2 separate regions of the Oryctolagus cuniculus genome follow, and region 1 is linked to region 2. The links are chromatin contacts, called in public Micro-C maps. All regions are on one chromosome and are shown on one strand. The core of a region is the stretch at or near the end of the contact, and the rest is flanking DNA. Distances in the headings are between cores, read along the strand shown.

Region 1 (3,971 bases), core at 1,336-3,835, 210 kb after region 2:
GGCAAAGGAAGACCTTTCTCTCTGTCTCTCTCTCTCACTGTCCACTCTGTCAAAAAACAAAACCATGGAAAGCATCTGCTGGATGGGAATTAGACCAATTTTCCATGTTGGCTTAGATGCAATAACCACCCCTGGTCGACTTCAGAGCCGCAGGGTCTCTCCCTGTATATAAATGGTCCCCTACCTACTTCACAGGGCTGTAATGCACCCTTAATGTTTCACTCTGATACACAAAAACGAACAGCGCTAAGGCTCCAATTCACCTAATAATGATCTTATTTTTAAATTTTAGGATCTATAAATTGCTAAGGCTGTTCATCTGCCAGGTTTCCCATAGTTTTTGGAAAAAGATACATTAAATATACAAACAGAGCAACTGTTAAAGACACTTTGGTTTCAGAAACATTTTAAGTAGTATTTGAATTTTCAAAACAAATACAGAATTTGCTTTACAAGATTCCCAGCACATCTAAAATCAGGGACTGTTTCCCTGCGACTGTCTGTAAACAAGCAGTCACACCTGCTAATAACTGTGCTCACTTCCTTCTGTTTCAAGCGTTCTCAGAACACCCACCTTGCTGGGGTGAATGCCCACATGGACAGTTGTGCCATTGGCCTTTTCTCGCTGCACCCGCTCAATGTAGATGACGTATTTCTTCCTGTAAACCTGGACTACTTTGCCAATTTGCTGACCCTTGTAGTGTCCTCGCACAACCTGAAATTCAAAAATAGCAGGAATAAGCAGATAAAAACAAGATCATCATTACAAGGGAAATAGTGAATTAAATCTCTAAGAGCTTTCAATTTTGAACGACTTAATGACATTAAGATTCTAGCTCCCTGGTTTTAGCTAAACCATGCCCCCAGGTGTCTACAGAGAGGGACAGTGCATCCCTACAGCTGACAGCTACCAGCAGGGGGAGGCTTATTTAAAGGATGAAAAGAAGCCACCACTTTGGGTTTCTGTAGGAAGTTAACAAGGACCTTGTTATTTTGTCTCAAAAGCAGAACTGGCCTCAAGTCTAATTCACAACCTAGTTAAGTGCCCACTTCAATGCCAGGCAAGAGTGGACTCCAACAAACACACAAGTGAACAAACCAATTCTTTCGCAAAGGTGAGCAGTTTGCTATCCAGGAGTCCTAGCCATCACTCGGCTTGTTAGAACCAACCCAAAGTGCTTCTGAACACGTTTCCTTCCAGTTCCTGACCTCCTTATATTGCTACATCCTGAAAACAAAACACTCAATTGCTTCCAAGGTCTACTGGAGATGTGAGTAGCTGTGACAAATCTTTAATGGAACTATGGTGTTCCATTAAAGAGATTCTGAGTCTAGATTCTTAGCAACTTTTCGGGCCCTCAAATGCCTTTACAATGATCCAACATACTGAGAAAAGGCTAATTCCCAAGGAACCTTCTGCTGGTGCGTTTGGATAATTTGCCTCTTTTATTATGACTGGAGCTGATGCTTGAGAAAACGGATTTTCACCCAATAAAAAGGGAACTGAAAAGCAACGTGTTTTTGGCTCGACTCATCCTGAAATCCGCCCGGACAGCAGGAATACATACTTGCACTTCATCATCCTTTCGGATAGGCATGGATCGCACGTTGTACTTCTGTCTCAGCTCTTTGGAAAGGGGAGAAGACATAATCTTCCGGCGAATGTGGGAAGGGGCATTGAAATGCCTTTTCCGGTTCTTGCTCCGATCAGAAGTCACAAAGGGATTGAACTTCATTTTGGCTGTGTGAAGAATTAAGAACCTCCAATGACTAAAACCTCACACGCTTCCCAAACAGCAGCAACAACTTCCCCCTAAAAACTCAGACCACAGACATCAGTTACACCAGAGAGCTGAACGGCCGGTCGACTAAAGGCTCAATAGAAACAACGCTCCACTGGGGTATTTTCTATATGTCCCTGGGGGAGAGAGAGCGCCCCATTAACACAGCTGCTTTAATCACTAAACTTTCTGTCTACATCCCCCCAAACTCTTTATATTAGATGACCGACAACTCCATTTTTCAACTGTAACATCAGGTTTTGGAAGGACCAAAGTTCACCTTCGAGAGACTTGAGTGTGAACACCTGGCGCCCCCCAAATCACCCTGCCCCCACCTGGAAATCCTGCACAGATCGCAGGTCCCAAAGACCCTCCTAGAGGCGAGCGCGGCCTGCGGTTGTGCGTGGACTTCACTGCCAACAGTTATCTAGGAAACTTCAATTCCTAGACTTCCTCCGCTCCTGCTCCGCTTTCCGAGTCCCCAAATCCCCTGTCCCCCTCCCCTTCGCCTTCTGTGGTCCCTGAGCTAAGCATCAAACAGAAGCCACCCCAAACCCCCTCCCTGGCTGCTGTGCGGCTGGTGGGAGAGTCTCGGGGCCCCCGAATCCGAGAGCCAACGCGCCCACGAACGGATGAGCGTGGATTGCAATCGCCTCCCAGGGAAACCCTCACCAGCTGCCGCTCCGGCGATGGCCACCAAAGGGAAAAGGTTTACACGATACTTCCGGTTCTGTAAGTTTCCGAGCGATCTCGCGAGATTGATGTCTCGGCGAGAGAGGGGCGCGGAGTCGAAAGAAAACTGGGAGAAGTGGATGTCTAGTGTCACCTAGCGGCTCGGAGGGAAACTGCAAGGGACTGTGAAACCCTCCTCCAGGTCTCCCTTCCAAGGCCGGGTTGCTGTTGACTTCCGGGGCGAGTGACGAAGGAGCGGGCGGCCCCAGGGGACCCCGTCCCTGCACTCCTGGTTGCACGGCGGCTGGCGCCCTCTTAGCCTGGCAAGGACAGGCCTTACCTCTGGCCACCAGGTGACGCTGGGACCCCGGCCGACCGGTCACCTGGGCTCCCTGGTCCCCGCCCAGGCCAATGACGTGGGTGTGTAAACGTGCAGGTCCTTTAGTTAGCTCCAGCCGGGCGCCCCGCCGCCCCCACGCCCAAGGCTGGAGCCCCTGATCGCCCCCAGCCCACTTCGTAGAAGCGGGTCTGAAGCAGCGTTGCTGTCCCACTCCTGGGTGATGCCGAGAGTGGCGGCGCTGACTTGGGAGGAGCCGGACGGCCCCTGTCCGGACGTTCTGCCCCTCGTGGTTCAGCTCCGGATCTGTGGGAGGCGGGGAAGGGGTGCGCCCCCGCGCACAGGGACGCTGCGGTGGGCTGCAGTAGGGCGAGCCGGCGGCGTCGCGGCTAGGGCGTGGTTTCTCTGGAATGAATGGTGTCCTAATGACAGAAGACACACGTTTCGTAATAGGGCACCGAGACGCAATGAGCTAGCCGAGTGCTAGGGACACCCTTCTGTGTGTTTTACATCATCCACTCCTAGGATTCCCAAAATAGCCCTATTGATGCTGCTATTATTGTCCTCATGTTACACCTGGAGCTGCTGAGTCACCGAGAGGTGTGACACTTGTGCAAGGTCGCAGGGCGCCTGTGCAGGGTGGCTCCCCAGCCCCTTCCGGCAACTCCCTCTATGGCCCCACATCGTAGGAGCCCACTGGGTTAAGTCAAAGAAACAGTATCCTTGAGGGCCCAGAGTCCTGTCTGTGGAGAATAGGAATTTTGATGATTTACAAACATTTGGTGGGGCTGTTACTGTGGCGTAGTGGGTTAAGCCACTGTCTCCAGCGCTGGCATCCCATATGGGTGCTGGTTCATGTCCCGGCAGCTCCACTTCCGATCCAGCTCCCTGCTAACATGCTTGGGAAAGCAGTGGAAGATGGCCCAAGTGCTTGGACTCCTGCACCGATGTGGGAGACCCCGAAGAAGCTCTTGGTTCCTGGCTCCTGGCTTCAGCCTAGCCCAGCCCCAGCTGTTGCAGCCATTTGGGGAGTGAACCAGCAGATGGAAGAAGCTCCTGGCTTCGGATCAGCCCCTCACCAGCCATTGCAGCACCTGGGGAGTGAACCAACTGATGGAAGATCTCTCTCTGTGTCTCACTCCCTCTGTAACACTACCTTTCAGGTAAATAAGTAAATCTTT
Region 2 (3,846 bases), core at 475-2,974:
CAGCTCGCTCTAGGGACAGCTCGCTATTGGCGTTAGGGGAAGGTTCCTGCGCCTCGACCTAGTGTTCTGTCCTCATTGCCAATAATGCTCAGAGCAGGCAGCTCCGGAAGCTGAAGGGGCTTGACCCAGCCGCTCCCTAAATTCAACACCCCTTCACAGGGGCTTCACGCGCCCTAGAGAAGCCACAGTAGGGGACGGGGCTTCTCCAGGGAAATTCCCCAACCTGGTGGCTTCTCCCCAGGAGAGACTCAAGCACTTCAGCTTGTAGGGGAGTTTGTCTCTGCATCTAGAGGCATTTTCTTTGGGGAAAGCAAAGAGCCGCCCAAAGTGTGTGGGAAAATGAAATTCTGAGAGATGGTTATTCTGGTGCAAAAAAGTCTGAAATGCATTCATACCTTTTCACAATAGGGCGCTTTTTCATGAATTTTTGGAAGACCACTTATATGTACAGATTTGGAAAATTTTCACATCAAAAATTCTTTCTTAATTTCACTTTTCCACGAACTTTTCGAAGTACCCTCTTATGTCTGTACAAGCGCATGTGTCCCAGAGGAGTAAAATTGTCCCCCAACCCCCACATTTCAGGGTTTTAGAAATTCACTTTTTTTTTTTTAAAGAAAGCATTTACTTGGGAGCCCAGAGTTCCTCACCTCAACCCCAGGTCCTACACCCCAGGCTCGGTGAGACCCCATCCAGCCTCAGCCGTGGCCCACCTGTTCCGGGCCGCAGCTCCACGGTGCAGTAGCCCTCGATCCACTGATAACAGGGGAAGTGGGAGACGGCTCCGTCGGGGGCAGTGACACTGATGCGGCTGCAGTACCACGAGTCCTTGCGGAAGAACGCGTAGCGCTCCTTGTGTAGACGCAGCAGCAAGAGCTCGCCCAGCTCCGCCTCGCAGTGCACCTTGTACTTCTGCACCTGGGGCGCGAGGGAGTGAGCGGCAGGGAATTACCAAGACACCTGGCAAGAGTCGGGTCTACACCCTCAGCTGATCCAGAGCAACCTCAGCTGCCACTAGCCACCCCTACGAGAGGCTTCTAATCCATTCAGATTAGAAAAAGGAGAGTCGCTCCCCCAGGCAGAAGCACGCTCGGGGCAGGTGCGGGCGAGCTGGAGAGTGTGGCTCCCTCGTGCAGCCCGCCAGCAAACCATCCCGGGGGCCGGCGAGAGCCCTCCAGGGAGAAGAGGAAGTGTAGGCTAACAGCAGAAATGACCTGCCCGGTGCCCACCACCAGCCTATGGGAGCTAGGGAGGTAGAGAGCTAGCTCCCGGCTCTGCATTCCAGAAAAGACAGGGGCCACCATAGGAATAGTGACCGGGTCAGGGCCGGGAGGAACGCGCCTCCACACCTTCTTCGGGGTCCCCCCTGAGTCCTGCCCCTCCAGGACCGTCGTGGGGGCCCTCCTGGGGGGCCCTTCCCTCCTCCGCCGTACTCACCGAGCCCGGGGCAAAGTCCCTGCCTATCCGGTCCAGCCGCTCCTTGGGGCTCTCCCCACACGTGCCCACCAGGGTGACGGAGATGTTGTCCATGGTGCCGGCCATCAGGTAGGGACCAGTGGTCACACGAAGGCGGTACACAGCCATGATGGGAAGGAAGGAGGGAAGTCCCGCAGCCTGCCTGGAGGAGGCGAGCGGCAGCCGGGCTGGGCTGGGGTCCTGGGGACAGGAGGACCCAGCTCTCTCTGGGACACTCCTGAGCTCTCGCCGAAGCTCTCAGGTGGCCGCTCGGGCTCGTTCTCTCCGCCCACACTCTTCCTTCCACCCTAATACTTGTTTGCTTGCCAGTCCCTCTGGCTGGCTCGCCCAGATGGAGATCAGGAGCCTGGGTCCCCTGGGGAGGGAGGGAGGGACCAGAGGCTGAGAGCTACAGGGAGGAGGCGCGACACCTGTGTGATTGGGACACTGACCTCTCTGCCTGGCCAGGGGCCCACCGCTCAGCTTCCTCCAGAGACCCTTTCTTCCTTTCCCTCCCCCCAGCTAGAAGTGAGCACGGGGCACCTGAATTCCTGCGTGTGAATCACCCGTGAATCACTGAACACAGGCGAGCGAGACTCGGCCACGAATCTCACATGACTGCAGCCACTCGCGAGTGAGTCGCGCTCTTACTCCTCCCACGCACACACACACAGCAGGGGGTGCCCCGCACGCCGTCTCACGCACCCCGCCCCTCACTCCCGGGACCCCGCTGTCCCAGCCTTCGGCACGCGCGACCTCAGTCGCTGCGCTGGGCCAGGGCGGGTCGCGGGGACCCAGCGGAGCCCGGCCGCACGGGGTCTGGAGGCCCCGCGTGGCATTCTTTCCGCTCCAGGGCGCCCTCGGCCTGCAGGACAGTGGGCGGGCGCCCGAGGGCCCAGGGCGTCCGGGATCTGGGTCGCACGCGACGGGGAGGAATCTTGGCCGCGAGGGCGGCCCGTAGTCCGCAGCGGCCCCGCGCGGCCAGTCCCGGCACCGCAGCGTTCCCGCTCCGCGCCGTTCCCGCCCCGGCTCCCCCGCCTCAGCGTGGGCGCCGAGGAAGCGGGCAGAGAAAGCGCAGCCAGTGGTGCCGGGCCTCGCTCGCGTCCTCCGAGTCGGTGCCCGAGTCGTGTGAATAGAAAGAACCGGCTCCCTGCTCGGCTTGTGGGCCGGGATTGACGGCTGTATGAACCTCTTCTAGGTAGGAGAAGACAGCCCGAGTAAGGGCCCGGATAGCTCAGTCGGTAGAGCATCAGACTTTTAATCTGAGGGTCCAGGGTTCAAGTCCCTGTTCGGGCGTCTGATTTTTCTCACTGCGGGAGACTTGTTTTCTTTAGGCGTGCAATGAAATACTGTACATTTTCAAATGAGGCACGGGGAAACAGCCAGAAAGATAAAACTACGTGCCTTCATAAGGACCAGAGGGTGTCGTGTGCCAGTGTTTTAGAACGCGGCACCTGCGAGGCACGGATGGGAATGTACATTTTGCAGGAATTACATAATAAAAGATAAAAAAGAAACGGCAAAAAACAGCATAATCATGTACTTTACTTAGTGTTGCAAAATCTTACTGTAACATGGAATCAGTACTTTGCAATTAGTGGAATTTTGTCTTTTTTGGCATGCAATCTTCTAACCACGACGTGTATTTAGACAATATATAGTAATTTAAATGCTCCGACAACGGGTTGGGGTTAGTTGGCTTTTTAACTATACTGGGAGGGGGGAAATGGAAAATAGGAATTCCAGTAATGTGTATAATCTCGGAAAGGGGTGAGGCAAGTGGGGTTCCATGGTGTAATGGTTAGCACTCTGGACTCTGAATCCAGCGATCCGAGTTCAAATCTCGGTGGAACCTTAAGTTTTGGGTCCTCCAGTGTCAGGTGTCACGTGTTGGTTTTGTGTGTGACTTTCACTTGGAGCTCGAACCGCGGGTCTTGGACCTTTTCACACTGGTTCATGAGATCCCCCAGCTCACCATGGGGGTTCACAGGAACTTAGTCACTTGAATATTGGTGAAGAGCTGTGCGATAAGAATGCTCTGATGTTAAGTGGGACATCGATGATAAAGAGAGGTTTCCTCCAGGCCTTGGTGTAGGGGTGGGAATACTGCTGGGGCCCCGGAAAACCAAGGGAGCACCGCACAGGAACCCAGGCTTTGGGCCAGAAGGAGGGGTTCATTTAACGTGTGTAAAGGGAATTGAAAATAAGAATGGGAATAGGAGAGGGAGGAGGAAGAGGGGTGGGACAGCAGACAGGGTGGGAAGCAGCACTGTGTTCTTCAAGTTGTATTTATGAAATGCATGTAGTCCTAAAATGAAAAGTTTCTGAGAGGAGGGTAGGGGGAAAAAGAGAAAGTAAAATTCCCGGCCTGGCAGCGGTGGGATTCGAACC

Evidence for each region. Hi-C and Micro-C count contacts between places; a contact is called where the count stands out from the background.
Region 1: a contact with region 2 is called in a Micro-C map of ear pinna, with 5 times the contacts expected there. The contact joins the promoter of RPL26 here to the promoter of ALOXE3 in region 2. A contact is called at or near these places in 2 of 6 Hi-C or Micro-C datasets (ear pinna and an unstated tissue).

Annotation. Positions count from the first base shown.
Region 1 is chr17:52,826,786-52,830,756 of mOryCun1.1, forward strand. RPL26 (ribosomal protein L26) reads right to left here and starts at 2,586. Exons shown (of 4, transcript XM_002719000.5): 1 at 2,454-2,586; 2 at 1,569-1,741; 3 at 575-715. The coding sequence starts at 1,736.
Region 2 is chr17:52,616,670-52,620,515 of mOryCun1.1, forward strand. It overlaps ALOXE3 (arachidonate epidermal lipoxygenase 3), which reads right to left and starts at 1,725. Exons shown (of 15, transcript XR_011383289.1): 1 at 1,438-1,725; 2 at 714-918. TRNAK-UUU (transfer RNA lysine (anticodon UUU)) reads left to right here and starts at 2,679; the gene lies at 2,679-2,751. TRNAQ-CUG (transfer RNA glutamine (anticodon CUG)) reads left to right here and starts at 3,239; the gene lies at 3,239-3,310. TRNAL-UAG (transfer RNA leucine (anticodon UAG)) reads right to left here; the gene lies at 3,825-3,846.